Linked DNA regions of Sus scrofa: regions 1, 2 and 4 are each linked to region 3. Evidence: chromatin contacts called from public Hi-C and HiChIP or PLAC-seq data. All regions are on one chromosome and are shown on one strand. The core of a region is the stretch at or near the end of the contact, and the rest is flanking DNA. Distances in the headings are between cores, read along the strand shown. Region 1 overlaps ARHGAP26 (rho GTPase-activating protein 26). Region 2 overlaps ARHGAP26 (rho GTPase-activating protein 26). Region 3 has its middle 110 kb from the start of NR3C1. Region 4 overlaps ARHGAP26 (rho GTPase-activating protein 26).

Region 1 (4,788 bases), core at 1,824-4,323, 270 kb after region 3:
TAAGCCTGGGGAAATCGCAAATGTTCAGAACCAAGACCAAACCAATCAAACTCACTCCCCCAAACCAAAGATTGAGAAAGAATAAATCAAACAAAACATAAAGAATTAAAAAAAAAAAAAAAAGACCCCTCCCACTTGATGGCAGAGCTCCTAGCTGGGTTGTTGTTCCACCAGCTGTACTGAGTCCATCTGGTTTAGGCTGTCTTCCTTCCCGGCCAGCTGTTCAAACACAGCTCAGGTGCAGAGGTGGCAACGTCCGCAAACATTAGAAATGGAATTTGCAGAGTAAGGGAAGAATCAGAGGGGACAAAGGAGGCCCTCCAAACTAGAGAACAAGAGACGTGTCACAGGGGATGGCAGGGGACAATGCAGCCTTTGGGTCAGACTGCTGACTCCGTGGAGCCAGCAAGCCAGGCTGCAGGCAGGTGTGCTACCAGACCAGGTACAACAGATCCACCTGGCCGTGTATTAAAACTGCTGATTCCTAGGCCCCATGGCCCATCAGAGAGCAGAACTGCTAGGAGTGGAGCCCAGGGATCTGCATTTTAACTCATTCACAGAAAGCTGTCACTTTGCTGTGCCAAAATGTCCTGTAATCCTGATTATAAGAATTAATGGGGGAGAGAGGCAGCTCCAGAGGCGTCCTGTGGTCTTCTATTTCCCTTCCTCGTCCTTCAAGGCTTCGTTGAAGCCCCACCTCCTCCATAAATAGCATAAATATATCATCACACGCCATCTACCTGCTCCCCTGTTCGCCAGGCTCGTGGGATGTTTACCGTACATTTTGCATATTGCTCCTGGCCCTGTTAATGCAGTTCAGATGTGTTAAGCTTTGGTTCCCCCACTAGCTTTTAGCGCATTTTAGTTTGGATTCTATTCCTTGACATTCTTCGTGGACGGCCGACTCGTGAATCACAATGATGGAATTGAACAACGACAGGACTTCCTCTGTGGCTCATGGCTCACATGCTAACTACTCGGCACTGTCTCTGCAGGGGCTCTGGTTCGATCCCTGCACTGGGACCTTTCATATGCTGCAGGTCGCACATTTAAAAAACACAACAAAACCAGAGGTGAACAACTACAAATGGAGACTTGGAAACAGCCATGAACTAAGAGATTTAAACATATATTCACTCACTTGGTCTTAAAGATCGTAGCTTGTCATATTACTACCCCCATTTCACAGATGAGAAAATCAAGGTGGAGAGAGGCAAATTCATTTGTGCAAGGTCCCAACAGTAGAACCAGAATTTGCACCTGGCTTGTTTGAGCCCAGGGACCAAGCGCTTTTCCACGGCACGATCCTTTATCCAACCAGAAAACAGGCTCCTGGAGGATCAGCACAACGGGCCGGGGCGAGCCCACACTAAGCAGTGGGCCCTTTGCTAAGGGCTTCACCTGCATCTCTTCTTCTTGCCTTCAGAAAGACCTCGAAGAGGGCTCTGCCTGTATTCTCGTTTTACTGACGAGAAACAGAGGCTTGGAGAAGTTAAGTGTCTTGCCCCAAATGACAGTGCACGACAGAGGTGGATCTGAACTCAGGACACCTGACTCCAGGGTCTGTGGCCTTTGGCGCTACCACGTGGGCCCGGCTCAATGCTCTGTACGTCGAAGATGCTCAGAAGTACTTGCTGGGCTGAGTCACACCCATGTCCAACCTTCTGAATGGCACCAGTGTCCCCGGTGCTATGCAAACACATGCAGGAGTCTATGCCAGCCCAGCAGGCATGTGATAAATATAAGCAGGTGCTGACACAGGCCTGCCCCGCCAGCTACGCTCTCTCAGCTCAATCCACATCCACACCATACGCCCCTGCACACATGTGGCTCATGCTCCTCTGGCACCTTCATGCGCTGTGGACCAGGAGCAAGTGTGGGACTAAGACCTCTGATGGCCCGCTGCTCCAAGCGGAAGCAGCCCTGGCTGCAAGAGACACAGACCCCTGTGTAGCTGAAGATGTGGGCTCACTGAACAAACACACGGTGCCAGGTCCCTGCCCACAGGACAGAACAAGCGGATGAGAGTCTGCTCTTGGGGAGGAACCATCTAGACAGAGAGTAAGCCTGAGCGGGGCGCAAGAGACTGGCAGGGGGCGGGGCGGAGGGGGGGCGGGGAGCTCGGAAACCTGAAACCTAAATAATCCAAAGGAGCCGGCCAGGCAGGGGATTACACGAGGGTAAAGGCCCGAGATGGGGAGAAGCTTGTGGTTTCCGAAGAGCGGTCTGCAAGTTTTTCTGAAAAAGCCTCATCATCGCTGTGTCACTGCTCAACTCTGCTACTGTTGTGCCACAGAGAACATGTGAGCAGAGAGACACGGGTGGCTGGGTTCCAGGGAGGCTTTGTTTACAAAAACAGGCTGCGGGCTGGATTCCACTGGCAGGTCAGGGTTTGCTGACTCTGAGAACATAAAGAAGCTCCCGGAGGCTGCCGTGACTCGAGCTAGGGTGAGAGGGGCCAGAGGGCAGGCGCAGGACCAAGAGCTCCGCGCCCATGATGCTAAGAGCAACAGGAGGCTACTCGAGCACCAGAAGCAGGAGAATAACACGCGACTTCCATTTTTCGAAGATCAGCCTGGCTGCTGTGCAGAGCGTGGGTTACGGGAGGCAGGAATGCAAGTGACGAGACCAGTCCGGCAGCTGGCGGCCACGCCCTGGGGGGAGGTTGAAAGGCTCCACCGAGGAACTCCCCCATCGCCCCACGGCCTGAGAGGTCCTTTATTAGCAAAGGACACCGGGGGCAGCCCAGCCTGTACCCTGGGAATGAAGGATCCCGCCCATGTCAGATCCTGATTAAAAGTATCCCCAGAAGCCGACTGCAGTGAATGCATGTGAATTTTCCAGGTACCACTAATCACACTGCTTCTCGATGACTAATGCTCCTGAGAACACGAGTTCTTGCTCTTTCCAGTTACTGTCTGAGGTGCTCTTGGAGAAATGGATAGTTTCCTAGTAGACGGTCAAGGGCTGACAGCGGAGTTATTTCTGAGTATTGCACAGCCATTCCCCATGGCACAGAGTCCAAACGCCGACGGAGCAGCCTCTCCAGATGCGCAGCGGTCCCCGGAATCCAGAGGCTTGGAGATGAATCATCATGAACCACAGACTTTCCCCTCCAGGTGCCCCTCCCTCTTCCTCCTCCTCTTCTTCTTGATCCTGATAAAGATCTCTCTCTCTCTAACACACACACACACACACACACACACACACACCCTCTCTCTCTCACTAGCTCACTCTTCTGTTACTAGGAAACTCTCTTCTGATTGGTCTGATGATGTAACCTGACAGCAACAGAGCATCCAACTCAAACTGCTCTTACTTGGTATCTCCAGCAATAAGTTACCAAGAGAGAGAACAACAACAAAAAAAGATCTCCTGAACAAGGAAATAGTTATTTTCTCCTCTAATGCCCCCTTTCTACGGAAGAGGTGAAGGCCGGGGGAAAGGAGGCTATTAGTAGCATTTTCCAAATATCGGACATCCTAAAACATTACCAACCAACCAGTCTGAACCCCGGCTGACACTCTGTCAGACCCCTTCTTCGACAGCAGCTCAGTCCACACTGAGCGGTGTTGTTCTTGGGGCTGGATTTGGCCTTTGGCTCTTCAGGGAATTGGAAAGGTCACTGGCATTGCTAGTGAAAAAGAAAACTAGTGTCAACGAACCCTGCCCTGACCCCTAGAGACCACAGGAAGGCAGGGGGAGGCCTGAGACTCGCTTGAGCTCTCGCTGTTCTTATAGGCTTTGTGGCAGTTACTGAACTGGGAGGCAGGGGAGTCACAGAACCTGCTGGGAAGGAAAGGACTTGGCAGTGAAAAATCAAGTATCTTCTGTCTTTTTTTTTTTTTGGTTAGTTAAACCAGTTCAAAAAGGAGATGTAAAAACAGAAGAAGGTGGGCATGTCAAAGGTACAACCGCTGTGGAAATCAGTCCCGCGGTTCCTCAAACAGTGAAACAGAGTTACCACGTGACCTAGCAAGCCCATCCCGAGGTGTGCTACCAAGGGAGTGGAAAACAGCCACCCCCCCAAAAAAAAAACTTGTATGTGGATGTTTACAGAGACATTACTAATAACAGCCACAAGTGGAAATAATGGAAAGGTCCCTCAATGGCATAACCAAATGTGGTACATCCATACAATGGAATATTACGCATCAAGAAAAAAGGAGTGAGGTGCTGATGCCTCCAACATGGGTGATGTTGCAAATACTATACAAAGTGAAAGAAGTCAGTCACAAAACCACGGTGTGTATAATTCCATTTCCGTGAAACTGCTGCAGGGAACAGGGGTGGTGAAGCTATTGCGGAACTGGTGCTGATGGGTGCACTAAGACCTAGTAAACTGTATATTTGAAATGGGTAAGCTGTATGGTATGAAATAAATAAAGCTGCTTAAAACAATGGAAGAAGGCTGCACGCAGGTAGAGGAGGTCCAAACAAGACACACAGCCATACACAGAGCTTTTGAGAGCTTAGGCCACCCCTGCCCCTGGGATCAGGGGTCGTCTGCGCTATCAGAGCGAACAGCTAATGGGAACACGCAGTCCCTTGTCCATGGGAGTGGTGAATTCTGGTTTAAAGGACAGACCTTTAAACTCAGATTCCCCGAACATGTCGGAATCTCTCAAATTTTGCTCATTTGTTGGCAGAAGCACCTGCCCTGCCAGTTCAGGGCATGCAGCCCACGCACACAGCCCACTGTGACTTGTCTGCCACAAAAACTATGCCACGTTATATCTGGGTTGTGCCTCCCCTGTGTGGGCCTATTCAGGGGGCACTCACCAAGGG
Region 2 (4,367 bases), core at 1,086-3,585, 440 kb after region 3:
GCTCTTTTTTAAATTAGCCAACTCATATAAAATGTCATACTTCTTGTCATCGGTGTCACCTTACATATCATCATCTGCCGTCTTTGAAATCTCTCTGCCCCCTCGTCTCCCCTGGATCTAGTTGGTCACAAAGCCTGTTGATTTTCTCTCTCCTGTCACTTCGAGCCTGGGCTTTTCCCCTGATATCAGAGCAGCCATCCGGCTCAGCCCTTGATTGGCTATGCCCTGCCTCATCTATCGCAGCCATCTCTTCCCCCATGTGTTGCCATGAACAGACACGTGCTCCACACAAACGAGCATCTACCAAGTTATGCCTAGCATCTAAAAAGTTGGACATACTTTTAAAGAAAAAAAAAGAATCACCCAGCAGCCATTATTTCAGAAAAGCACTCTTCCATCGTTCTATTCATAACCCTGCTTAGTCCCCAGGGTTCTATGGCGGAAGCGTCTCCCAGAGGTGGTGTGGGATCACCAGAGACAAGCGTAGGATCCAGGCCGTTGGGATCCATCTGCTGTAGGGCATGTGACCGGTCTGAGACTGGGAAATGAAACACCTGAATGGCCCCATATTGACCAGTGGTCCACCCCGGGACCTTCTGTCAAAACCATCAAGAGAGACACTCTCCTCTCAGTGATGCAAGGGCCAAGGACTGCTGAGGCTGCACCATCCAAGACCTTCCTGCAGACAACAGAGCCCACACACAGACAGGCAGAGCTCATGGATGCCGAGAAGCCAGAAGAAAGGGTAGGGAAAGGTTCAAACCAATGTGGAGCCACCAGACCCCGCCATGCTTCTGCCATCTTGGACGTGGCGGGAATGGGAACAAGCAGCCTATTCTGAACTGCCTTCTTGACACATTTGTGCAAAAGAGTACTAACACACACAACGCCACTACTTAAAAATTTAATGGCATCTTACTTCCTACAGAGGAAAAAAGAAAACAAAAAAACCAAATCCTTAGAATAATTTCAAGTTCCTCAACCAAAGAGGCCACCCCCGCTGTGCAGCTTGAACCCTCCTGTCCCAGCCTTAAGGACTTCCAGATATTAAAATAAGAATAATAATAGTGGAATCAATACTTTCGGTTCATAGTAGTTCTGACTCTGAATTCTTCTGTTCTCTCCTCCGCCACTCTGTCTTCCAGATCCAGTCTGCGTTAGGTGCCAGTATCATAAATGACAGCTTACATCCATAACGACCCCCTACCTGGACACTTTGCAAACAAGGAATGACTCTGTCTCAAGTGTCATCTCTAGCACCTGACCATCGGCTTCAGAGAGCAGACCTTTCACAAACACATGCAGGTCAGATTGGAAACGAAAGACGAGGAGTGACACCTGTTAGATGCCATTCTTTCTTACGTTAGAATTTGCAAAAATTAACTAAATCACCATACAACCCAGCTACTGCACTCTTGGGCATTTATCCCACAGAAAAAAAAAAAATTAATCTTCATACAAAAACCTGTACACAGGGTTTTAGCACCTTTATTTGTCCCCAGGCTAAAACAAACCCAGCTGTCCTTCAATGGATAAATGGATAGACAAACTGGTCCACAGATACCACGGCCTACGACTCAGCGACGAAAAAGAGCTATTAACATACGGGACAGCTTGAATATCTCTGAAGGGAATTATGCTGATGGGAAAAAAAGCTAATTCCAAAGGACGCCATGTATGTAATAACCTTGAAATGACAAAAATCACAGAAATGGAGAACCAGTGGGTGGTTGCCAGGGGTTCAGGACGGGGGTGAGATGGGAGCTCAGGCAGGTGGTGATGGACTGGTTCTGCGTCTTGACCGTATCAACATCCTGGCTGTGATACTGTTGCTGTGATCTAGCAACATGTTAGCACCGGAGCAAAGTGGGAAGAGGTACTCCGGAGAGCTCTGTATTATCTCTTAGAACTGCATGGGAATCGACAGTCACCTCAGAGTAAAAAGTTTAGTTGGTTTTTTTTTTTTCAACACTAACTCTACCCCAAACCCGAACCAAAAATCAGATTCTCAGTGCAAGAGAACCTCACTAATAATCCGAATTTCAAACAAAAGATCTCAGTGCAACTATCATACATGAGGGTTTTGCTTCCAAGAGGCAAGGAGCTCTCTCGAAAAGAAGCAGTTTTTCTGATCAGCATGAAGGAGGGATCTCCTTAGGTATACAAATTATTTTGCGAAACTGGGACAGTAAAAAGGAATGACCAATACGACCAAGAGACGTGTCCCTGCCCCGAACAGCTCAGGGACCCCGCGTGACAGCCTAAGAGTGCCTGACTGGGCTTCCACGCGGATGAGTAAGAGGCACGGATCTGTGAAATCCGAGCTGTCTGCCATTTAGATCCACGTGACTCCCCGAGGCGGCCTGCATTCATATCTAAAAATACAGGAAATCTGCATGGCTCTGCGTGGCTCATGGGCTCATGGGTTTTTGATTCAAAAGCTGCACATTTGGAGATAGTGGTTTTGTATTTACACCAGCCAGCTCCAAAGGAGGTTCTGCTGCTCACGTGACAGAGACGAGGTGGAAATCGGACGCAAAGAGGGTCAGGGGACTTCTCGGCTGCACATTTAATCTGGGAGTCGGGGCGGTCCCTTCTCAGGCACGGGGAACATGAGGTCTGAGTCCTCTTCAGGCCACAGGCTGACCTCCCTTGGGCAATGGGTGGACCCCATGAGATGCCCATCTCCAAGAGGACAGAGGGAGACAGGACAGAGGAGAGTGTGGTGGTCCCGTGAGCGCCACTCGCAGCGTCTACAGACAGAAGGGTGTGGTGCCTTGCACCTGCCGTTTTTTGTTTTGTCCAGTCCTACTCAGTGTCTTTGCTACTAATGCCCATGGCCACGACCACTGGTGAGTGGGCAGCTGATTTCCGGACGTAGCTCTGGGACACCCAGATCCCTTCCCAGGAGGCTCTCCCTTTAAGCCCTGGGAGCTGCCTGGCAGGGCCACCGCCGCACTCACCCATCAGCACACTCAGCAGCTTCTGCACTCTGGAATTGACCCCCACGATCCGGTAGAGCCCCTGCTCGTTGATCCCTGAGAAGAGAAACAGTGATGATTCAATTAGAGGCGTGTCAGAACCCAAGGCAGGCCAAGCCGGCCAAAGGCACTTTTTTCATTTTCTCGGTCCTTCTAAAAGCGGCTCTAATTAAAGTCCCCTGTCACTCAGCGCTGCTCTTAGCGAGGGAGTGGGATTTGGTACAGCTGTCTCGGATTTCACGCATGTGCTGCCCACCTCAGCCCTCGTGTTAGTTCAGTCATCAGAGGCAAAGGGAGCCTCCCGCTTCTCTTGCCAAGGCAGCGTTGGAAGTGTTTTGAAAGATGCGAAACACAGACTTTAAAACATGTTGTCTTTAACCAGGTTTTTTAAATTTAAAAGCCGGAAGTGAAATGACAAAGAATTTCCTACTGCAGAAAAGAATAAACACTTGGTGATCTATGGTCACATCCGGAATGCAAATATTGAGGTGTTAGGGCATTTTTAATTTGGGACAACATTATAAGCCAAGAAAGACTGAGAAGTTTAAAAATCCATTCATTTGTGGCGCAAATAGTCTTTTTATTATTGTTATTTTTTTCTTCCCCTTTTCAGGGCCGCTCTGGCGGCATTTGGAGGTTCCCAGGCTAGGGGGTAGCACAAATAGTCTTTATCAAGAAAAAAGAGGGCCAGCTTCACTGAACCCTAGGAAAGGTGCACCTAGAGCAGAGGGGTTTACCTTTACACAGCCAGACTAGGAACCAGCACTAACTGAACTCCGAGGATTAGGTCACCACGGGTCATGTACATTCAGCCCAAGTGATGCACAATGTCTTTGCTCCGTTGGTCCCAGACCCATCTTTTCTGCCGGCGCTCAACTCACCGGTCTCCTGCTGCCTCTTATTCCTCTCACGTCCACTCTCCAACCAGGACCCCAAAAGAATGTCTCAGAGTATAAATCCACTCAAACCAGCTCCTTTCTTTTTTTGTCTTTTTGCTATTTCTTTGGGCCGCTCCCGCGGCATATGGAGGTTCCCAGGCTAGGGGTCCAATCGGAGCTGTAGCCACCGGCCTACGCCAGAGCCACAGCAATGAGGGATCCGAGCCGCGTCTGCAACCTACACCACAGCTCACGGCAACACTGGATCGTTAACCCACTGAGCAAGGGCAGGGACCGAACCCGCAATCTCATGGTTCCTAGTCGGATTCATTAACCACTCCCCCAGCTCCTTTCTTAAAAGCTTCCAAGGGCTTCCCATTGCCTTTGGATCATGATGAAAACTTCCCATGGCCTCTAAGGCCCTACACAGCTGAGGGCAGGCCCACCTTTGATGGTTTGAGCAACCAACGCTCACGATGCTGCCACCACATGGGCCTTCCCGTGACGC
Region 3 (4,368 bases), core at 969-3,468:
ACCCCCATCTGTTTCCCATGGGCCACAAGCCTGTCTGCATCTGAGACTCATGCTGGGAGGCTCATCCAAGCCCACTTCTCTGAAACTTGCTGACCTGGACTTGGGAATCAGCATGGAATGTTCTTAGTTCCAGGCTCATCTTTCCACAAGAGCTTTCTCTTTTGACAGCTTGAAAGGCAGCCGGTTTCTTCACCATCTCCCACCGCCCACAAGCAGGAGGCAGAACAGTTTTGCAGGCACAAACACCAGGACGAGGACGAGAAAGCCCTTCTGCAGGGGTCTTTCCAGGCTTGTGGAAGGGAAGAATGGCCCTGCCCGCCCCACAGTGAGGGAACCTTGCTGGGTAGGGGGCAGAGATTTCAAAACAAGTACAACCCATGTTGTTAAGGCTCGTTATGGCACGTCACTGAGAAGGCCTGGGGTTTGGACTAAGCCAGGAAACCACTTACCCCATGTCATCATGCTGTACCATAAAAACTGTAGCTCTACATAGAATAATTTTTAAATAATCCGTTACAGGACTCTTTTGGCTGTTTCCTTCCAGCTATTTACAGGGACTTCACAATACATAGATATGTTATAGCAAAGTTTGGGGAAAATGGGATAACAGAGAAGCTGTTACATCTAGCAAGTCACTTTTCTCTGAGATCCTCAGCTTCTTTATTAAGAGTGAGCAAACACCATGATTTACTCCACAGGACTGCTGAGAGGACTAAAGTTGGTGTGTGGTAGGTGCATGGCCCAGGCTGAGCCCTAGAGCTCATAAGCAGTAACTGCTATCATCATTTATGATGAAACACTATTTAAAAAGAAAATTCTGTAACTCAGGCTTTTAACCCCAGGACAAACTTTTTTTTTTGGCTTTTTAGGGCCACACCTGTGGTACATGGATGTTTCCAGGCCAAGGGTCAAATCAGAGCTGCATCTGCCAGCCTACACCACAGCTGCAGCCACGACCTACACCACAGTTCACAGCAATGCTGGATCTTTAACCCACTGAACGAGGCCAGGGATTGAACTCACGTCCTCGTGGATACTAGTTGGGTTTGTTACTGCTGAGCCACAATGGAAACTCCAAGGACAAACTCTTTTATCAGTGAGAGCCAAGCAAGGGTTTATTGTGTTTGCTAGGGTGACTATTTTTAGAATTTTCCTTAGATTTCTCAGTTTAGAAATAATTTAGAAATTAGAGTTGGATCCTTCTTCTGTAGATGGGACAGTTCAGTCCCACAGGGGGCAGTTCTGAAGTGACATGGAGTCAGGCAAGTTGCTGATAAAAATACTCAGTTCATAACAAAGGTCTTGGCTTCATTAGAACTAATGACATATGGTCTCTATGCTATGTTTATTCCACTTCCTGGGCAAAAGGCACTTGGAGACTCATTCCAATAAAAGGAGTTGCAGTCTATATATAAGGGGCCTAATCTTAACCGTTGTGATTTTTGATACCAGTTTTCTAAAAAGAAGAAGAGTCAGCACAGTCTGGTTCTTAATGTATCTCTCCAGTGCTCAGCCATGGACCAGCCACTGTGCTCAGTGTTCTATGTGAATTGCCTGTGCGTTAGATACCATACCTATACCCATTTTCACAGATGACAACACGGAGGCTTAAGCTATGAGGTCTGCTACTCCCTTACCCGCCTGACAAACCCCCATCAGTGTCATCCTGACCAGGCTCTCTATGCGACTAAGGAGTGTGTACCTTCTCTTCAGGCTGACTGTGAAGTGTACGAGCAGATTCCTGGGCAAGTCACATCACCTCTTTGCACCTCAGTTTCCTCACTGGTCAAACAGGGAAAACTTTTTACCTCAGATACAACTGTTGTGAGGGTTAAATGAGATGATGCCTGTCAAGCACTTAACCTGAAACAACCTGCCTCTCTCTTCAGGAGCCCCGCCCGTCCCTTCTGGAATATCACACTTTACTTGATCGGAAAGAATTTCCCCAGATGGTCCAGCCTGACAGTCCGCTGTTCCCAGCCAAGGTCGTGTTCCATAGCTAGCTCCACCCCACCCCACCCCACCCCCCGTTTTGGCTTCCTCAGCTGGAAGGTTCATCTTTCATGGTCATTACAACTTCCTTCATCAGTGCCATTAATTCCCAGTCTAAGAAATGTATGAATTCCTGTGATTCTGTTGGTTTCTGGGCTAAAAGATTTAACAGATCTCCAGAGTCACATGCTTCTCTGTTCCCAGGCTTCCTCTTCATAAAAATGAAATCTTAAGGAAATCCATCAGGCCAGCTTGTTCATTCTTAAGGGATGTGCCTTGAAGAAAGGCTTTGCATTATACCTCTGCTCTTGCCAGGCTGCATGAAGTCACCGAGGGCCACATACCACGCTAAATTCTCTCTCTCTTTCTCCTTCTCTCTCTCACCTCCCCACCTACTTGCATATTGTCCTCTGTTTTCAATATCATATATCATTATCATTATCATATCATCCTCTGTTTTCATTATCATATTTTGTCATCACCTTCCCTAGAAGGACATTTAAAAAATAGGCTCTGGAGCCAGGCTTCCTGGGGGGAAAAGTGACCCCACTACTTCCTTAGCTGTGTGATCCTGGTAAACTGAGTGCCCTCCCTGTGCCTAGTTCCTCATCTCTAAAAGGAGATATGAATAGCACCTACCTCATAAGGTTATTTGAGAAGTAAATGAACGGAGCACTTAAAACAGTACCTGGCCCATGGCGACCTCATATGCGATTAGTGTTGTTCTAGTCAATAGATGGCAAACTCTGGTTTTGAAAGGTCAATAACTTACACAAGGTCACGCAGGCTCTGAGGTGCAGAGCTGGCACTGGCTGATGGCAAAGCTGTAGTGATGGCAGTGCTGTGCTGCCTCCTGTTTAACACACACGGTGTACTCAGCAGGCACAGCTGAGCATGGCAGAACACTCAGAAGAGACAAACGCCCTTTGACCATCAGTTTCACTTCTAAGAATTTGACTGAAGCTTGAGCAAGTATATAAAGGCCCACGGATAAGGATGCCTATTGCGACATTATTTGAGATGGCATCAGACCAGGGTACATTTTCAGTGAATAGGAGTTCTCTCTGTGGTGTAGCAGGTTAAGCATCTGGCTTTGCCTTTGCAGGATCAATCCCCAGCCAGGGAACTTCCATAGGCCATGAGTGCAGCCAAGGGAAGAAAAAAAAAAAACTAGAATATAAAAAGGCTGTTAAAATGTAGTACAAACTAAATAAATCAGTGTTTCTCTCTGTATGATCTGTTGAGTCTGAATTTTCATGGAAAATGTCAAATTGACTTTTTAAATATCATTGGGGAACAGGCTGTGGGAACTCTTCCCAGGCTAGAGAGAGAATTGGGACTCGAGTATTCTTTTCCTCTCTCTCTCCTCCCTCTTCTTTTTTTGTTTTATTGAAGTAGAGTTGATTTACAATACCGTGTTAGTTTCAGGTGTACAGCACAGTGATTCAGTTATATATGCATGTTTGTATTATGTATTCTTTTTCGGAGTATTTTCCCCTATAGGTTATTGAAAAATATTGAGTATAGCGCCCTGTGCTATAGGTAGGTCCTTGTCGGTTATCTATTTCACATGTAATAGTGTGTATATGTCAATCCCAAACTCCTAATTTATCCCCCACTGATTCCCCTTTGTTATCTTCCTCTCCCTTGATGGCTCTCCAACTCTGAGCACCAAAGTGCCTCGCATGTCAAGGTTCGCCAGACCTAGGAGCTCAACTTTATTTCCAGAAGGAAAGAGAGTTCCTTTACGGGTGCTGGTGCCTGGCCCACCTGTGATAGGTGGGGTGAGCGGTATGCAACTGGGTCCCCTGCCTATGACCGCAGGAGACACTGCGGTTCTCCAGACTCACGCTGCCGTGTGGACCAACCATATGGAAAACGAATACCTGGATGGTCGGGCAAAGGCTTAGGCTTCTTTTTTTTTTTAATTAAAAAAAAGGTGTTATGCTGTTTAACACAGAGCACTGTGCACTTCCCTTTGCATGTGTAGACACAACCCTGCTTGAATCTGTATTAAAAAATAGAATTGGCAATGGCTTTTGCTCCCCCTGAGCTTGCCAAAAAGGTTGGAAGTGAGCATGCTTCTTCCTGCCTCTCTTGGCTGTGTTCCCTCTTAGAAGCTGGTGGAGACAGGATCCTTCTCTTCCATAACTTTCCCTTGAGCGGTAAGTGGGCTAAGGGGTGGGGTCCAGGAGAAGCACCCCCACCTTCCATAATCAAGGAGGTGCTGATGTAGAAAGATCAGGTGCTGGCAACAAAACTGAGGAGCTTCTGATGAAGTTCCCATGCTGTTTAATCCTTAATCATCCCTCCTGGCATACTTCCCATTGCTACTGCTTGCTTAAAATTGGAAAGGACTAATTGCCTCAATCTGTA
Region 4 (4,677 bases), core at 1,269-3,768, 300 kb after region 3:
GAGAAGAGGTTTGCCCAGGCGCTTCTCCTGAATTGAGAATTACTGGCTTCCTCCCGTCCATCCATCAGCCAGCCAAGCTCGAGCCCTGAATGACGGCGAGGGAATGAAGGAGTTTACATACAGCAGGGACAAACGCGACGAGCACAAACGTGCATGCAGTCACCCCACCACACCCCCAGCTGCAATGCTAGAGACACTCTGGCAGGTGAAATGTCCTGCCCCAGCCTCCATGGACTCAGCGGGGAACGTTCCTCAAGCATCCTTTTAAAGGAGCGAGAAAGGAAATGCGAGACATTCAAATATCGATAAGGAGAATTTCAGCTATAGCTCAAAAGAAGCCTTCTCCACCGCCGGACGGGGAGAAGGGACAGCTGGCATTTTGGAGTTGGCACATTCCTCCTGAAAGATCAATGTTGTCTCTGTATTTGACAGACGGATCTGGTCTAAGGTTTATTTGTTGAAATGGACAATGTAATATTCAGACCAGTGGCGTGTGCACACACACGCTGTTTCCCCTTAACCCTTTGCCCTCCGTGGAACTTGCAGAATCTCAGTGCCTTACCGCCTTGTGGGACGGTCCGAGTTTCTGCCCAGGGGCCAAGGGAACGTCAACTGGTGTGGCTTCCATGGGGAGAGGAAGCGACAGAACAGACACCAACAACAGGGGAGCCCAATTCTCGTGAAGCTAGGAAAAGGGAGTCCCTTCCCAGGTGCCTCTGCCACCTGCCCCTTCAGAATCTCTGCCCGCTCACAAGGACCACAGAGAGAGGCTTGCTTCGGCCACTGTGGTGGAGCCTCAGGGTTTGCGCTGGTACCCGGGGACCTGCACCGGGCTCCTAGGAGCGGGTGAGGGAAGCCCGGGGGAATTTCCACTGAGGGTGCAGCCACTGCTTTCTGGGTAACACACGGCATATGTGGGCAGGGAAGACTCAAGAAATGACTTGCCTGGAGCCCACTCGTTCTGCAAGCTGCTCGCCAGCTGAGGACAGACAGACTGCTGGTGTGTTCTGCAACTGCTCAGGGTGGGGACAAAGTCCTGGTGTGTTAGTGCCAGAGCTCAGGCCTTGTGTCCTTCCAGAGCAGTCGCTGAGCTGAAGAGCAGGAGGCGTTAACACTGACGCAGGGCTCGGTACCAGCAGGTCACGGAGGGCTTGGCTCTCCTCCGTCCTCACAACAGACCCAGCAGATGAAGCGCCCAGACAGACGGATGTGGTGTTCTGGAAAACCACAGAAAACCAACCTCCCAGGGAGTCTTAGACGCTGGGCCTACCCCAACCCACCTCCTGCCCTCATCTCCAGAAGTTCTTGGACAAGGGTGGTGCTGACATGTTTGGAGAGGTTATGTTGCCACCAGGAAGAGCACAAGTTTCCCGAAGGGGCCACTCTCGGGAAGGAAACAGTGTGACAGACTGCATGGAAACAGTGTGACAGACTGCATGCATAAGAACTCTAAAAGCTACCTAGCCACCCTGCTGCTGATGGGTTGGGTTCTGAGGGAGTCTTGACGCTAGATGAGCAGGGCCGTCTGCGCTCACAGCAACTGGCGGCATCAGCTTCCCAAGGGACCCGTGCTCTGAAGGATCAGGTGGACTGTGATTAAGCAAGGGCCTTACCCTGCAAAAATAGTTCCCCTGACATGATTTATGGAAATAGCTATTTACAAAGGATCTGAATTTGAGAATGGAGCAGCTAAAGATAGAGTGGCTATTTACTTAAGCACTGGCACGGCCGGGCCAGCATCCAGATTCAGCAAAAGGTTGGTCTCTATTTTCTAGGAAACTTCGGGACACTCTGGCCTGACAGATTCCGTGATGCGTACATAAAACTCAGTTGCCGTGTGGAGAACTTCCTAGGCCAATGACTTCAGGCAGGTGACAAATTACCTTGCACAACTTCTGTGCTAATGACAAGTTGAGGATAAAGGAATTCCTAGTCCTTAAACAAGCTTTTCTTTTTTCTTCTTTCCTTTCTCTTTTCTATCTTTCTTTCTTTTTGCTTTTTAGGGCCACACCCATGGAAATTCCCAGGCTAGGGATTGAATCGGAGCTGCAGCAGCCAACCTACACCCCAGCCACAGTAACGTGGGATCTGAGCCACGTCGGCGACCCACACCACACCTCACGGCAACGCTGGCTCCTTAACCCACTGAGCGAGGCCAGGGATTGAACCTACATCCTCACAGTACTCGTCAGATTCGTTTCCACTGAGTCACGATAGGAACTCCCAAGCTTTTCTTTTTAAAACTAAGGTGGATTCACCAAGAGGTGTGAAACAGCTTCGGAGTCAGGCTTTGTTCCTGGGTGCCGGGGATCCTGCTATATACGAGACAGTATGATGCTTGTTCTCATGGGGCTTAGAGCATCTTGAGGAGAGACGGACAACAAATTAGTGAGTTATGAGGCAAGATAAGACTTCAGAGGGAAAGTGCTATGAAGAAAATAAGATAGAAAATGGGCTGTGGTAGACAAGGATGGGTGGAGGGGTCAGAGGGTCAGGGCAGGCCAGGGCAAGGGAGGACCAGGGAAGATCCTTCTAAGGCAGCAGGAACAGGTGCTGCGGCGAGAATGAACTCAGTTTGTACACGGGTAAGCACCGGAGCATGGCAGGCAAGGGAGAGCCGTGTGACACGAGGTCAGAAGGGTCAGGGTAAGGCAATCAGCAAGGGCCAGGTCACGGGGGCTGGGCCGGAGCATTTAGAGTTTATTCTACCTGCACCTAGAAGGCCCTGGAGGGTTCAAGACGACTTCCTGAATCTGAAGCGTGGCTAAATATTTGAGGTGTTCAGAGATTTAAAAATTAAAAAACAAAAACAAAAAACCAGCCCCCCCCCCAAAAAAAAACCTCAGAGATGAGTGTCATTTCCTAAGTGGGGGCCCAAATTCTTTTTTTTTTTTTTTTTTTTTTGTGAAATTGATTGCCTAGACATCTTTTCCGGTGTACTTGATGTGTTGACTCATTCATAGAACAAGTGTGTATTATTAAGTGCCAGGCACCATCCTGGGTGCTAAGCAGGTACAATGGGGAAGACATCACTGGATCACAGAGAACTCGAGACAAGTGACCAGGGGATGCCGAGATGCTGGGATGGTGCTCTCCTGGGGTTAAGTGCTTCCCTGACATGCAGGGGTTCCCCTACCTGGTCTAGGAGGGAGCGAAGGGGCGAGCAGGGAGAAGCAAGAAAAGCTAATGATGACCCGGGGATCCCTGGAGGTGAGAAGACACAGGTGAGCCCCAGGTTACGGAAGTGAGACAAGTTCAGGAGGGCCCGAGGAGAGGGTTTAAACAGAGTCAGGCAGGGGTGTATCTCCCAGGACCTCTCCGTACGGATTCTGGAGTTTATGGTACAATGGCGGGGGCCGGAACATCAAGAGTTTTAAGCAGGGAGAGTTCCCACTGTGGCACAATGGCATTGGCAGTGTCTCTGCAGTGCCAGGACGCAGGTTCGATCCCCAGCCCGGCACCTTAGGTTAAAGCATCTGGTGTTGCCGCAGCTTCAGTATAAGTCGCAGCTGTGGCTTGAATCTGATCCCTAGCCTGGAAACACCATATGCCGTGGGGTGGCCAAAAAGAAAAAGAAGAAAAAGGGTTTTAAGCAGGGGAGCACTGTGTTCAAGTGTGTACTCTAGAATCGCCACGAGGGTTGCAGGATTGGTAATGAGGTGGTGGGGCGGGCCAAGGGTCAGGAAGACCAGAAGGGCAGGGCTGGGGCGAGGGTGGGGAGGCTGGGCGGGAGGCAAGGGGACTGGGCTGAGAGAGGCAGAAGTGACAGGTCCTGAAGACTGATGAGAAATCGGTGATCAATGAAGAGGTAAAGGAAGCTGGCCAGGTTTCCAGGCACCAGACGGCGAGTGGAGAAACGCATGGAAACAGGAAGTGCGGATGAGGAACAGGGCTGGGTGCGGGGTAGGGAGGGTTGGGTGCTGGGGCTCAGCAGACAGGTGGACCTCAGGTCTCAACAAGAGGCAGGAGATCTGGGACACGGAGACCTCTGGTATGATGCTGGTGATGCAACCACAGCCAGGGTGGGACCCCTCAGAGTAGGAAGACGATTTAAAGCCACACCCTGAGAAATGACAACTCTCAAGAGCCAAGGAGCCCTCAGAGGTCTGAGACTGAGGCAGAGAGTGTGGTCCCCCCAAAGACAAGCCAAGAGAGGGCTTTAAATGGAGGGGGCTGCTGACCATGTCCGAGTGTTGCCGGGAATGAAGCAGAATGGGGGCTGAGAAGGGTGTGTGCACTGGTGACTCGGTGAGAGCAGTGTCACCAGGGTAGCTGGGGACAAAACCCAGGCTGAGTGGGGAGGGTGGGAGTTGGGGGGGGGTTGTTCGGAAGGAGAGATAGGAAGGATGCCTATGCTTCATCTCAGGAAAGAGGGATGAAGAAAGTTCAGCAAGGGAGTTCCTGTCATGGTTCCGCGGACGCAAATCCAACTAGTATCCATGAGGATGCAGGTTTGATCCCTGGCCTCTGTTAGTGGGTCCGGGATCCAGCGTTGCCATGAGCTGTGGTGTACGCTGCAGATGCACCTCGGATCCTGCGTTGCTGTGGCTGTGGTGTACGCCAGCAGCTGTAGCCCCGATGTGACCCCTAGCCTGGAAACTTCAATATGCCACAGGTGTGGCCCTCAAAAGCAAAAAAAAAGAAAGAAAGAAAAAAAGAAAAGAAAAAGAAAATTCA

What was found. Hi-C and Micro-C count contacts between places; a contact is called where the count stands out from the background. HiChIP or PLAC-seq counts read pairs in DNA pulled down with a chosen protein or histone mark.
Region 1: a Hi-C map of liver shows a contact between it and region 3, with 1.9 times the contacts expected there. The contact joins two enhancer-like sites. A contact is called at or near these places in 2 of 47 Hi-C or Micro-C datasets (both in liver) and 1 of 2 datasets of contacts at active chromatin or transcription factors (skeletal muscle).
Region 2: a contact with region 3 is called in an H3K27ac HiChIP or PLAC-seq map of skeletal muscle. The contact joins two enhancer-like sites. A contact is called at or near these places in 1 of 47 Hi-C or Micro-C datasets (skeletal muscle) and 1 of 2 datasets of contacts at active chromatin or transcription factors (skeletal muscle).
Region 4: a contact with region 3 is called in an H3K27ac HiChIP or PLAC-seq map of skeletal muscle. The contact joins two enhancer-like sites. A contact is called at or near these places in 3 of 47 Hi-C or Micro-C datasets (liver and skeletal muscle) and 1 of 2 datasets of contacts at active chromatin or transcription factors (skeletal muscle).

The regions. Positions count from the first base shown.
Region 1 is chr2:144,765,111-144,769,898 of Sscrofa11.1, reverse strand. The region is part of intron 22 of ARHGAP26 (rho GTPase-activating protein 26); the gene reads right to left. Among named protein-coding and RNA genes, the nearest start is that of NR3C1, 160 kb to the left of the region's middle. Within about 2 kb of position 3,073, at least 32 of the 83 cell types and tissues checked have an H3K27ac peak or open chromatin away from gene starts, as enhancers often do. A contact at or near this core is called in liver and skeletal muscle, where this site is marked.
Region 2 is chr2:144,593,854-144,598,220 of Sscrofa11.1, reverse strand. It overlaps ARHGAP26 (rho GTPase-activating protein 26), which reads right to left. Exons shown (of 23, transcript XM_021085449.1): 14 at 2,964-3,038. Among named protein-coding and RNA genes, the nearest start is that of ARHGAP26, 290 kb to the right of the region's middle. Within about 2 kb of position 2,335, at least 12 of the 83 cell types and tissues checked have an H3K27ac peak or open chromatin away from gene starts, as enhancers often do. A contact at or near this core is called in skeletal muscle, where this site is marked.
Region 3 is chr2:145,033,196-145,037,563 of Sscrofa11.1, reverse strand. No RefSeq gene overlaps it. Among named protein-coding and RNA genes, the nearest start is that of NR3C1, 110 kb to the right of the region's middle. Within about 2 kb of position 2,218, at least 9 of the 83 cell types and tissues checked have an H3K27ac peak or open chromatin away from gene starts, as enhancers often do. A contact at or near this core is called in liver and skeletal muscle, where this site is marked.
Region 4 is chr2:144,730,297-144,734,973 of Sscrofa11.1, reverse strand. All of the region lies in intron 20 of ARHGAP26 (rho GTPase-activating protein 26), which reads right to left. Among named protein-coding and RNA genes, the nearest start is that of NR3C1, 200 kb to the left of the region's middle. Within about 2 kb of position 2,518, at least 3 of the 83 cell types and tissues checked have an H3K27ac peak or open chromatin away from gene starts, as enhancers often do. A contact at or near this core is called in liver and skeletal muscle, where this site is marked.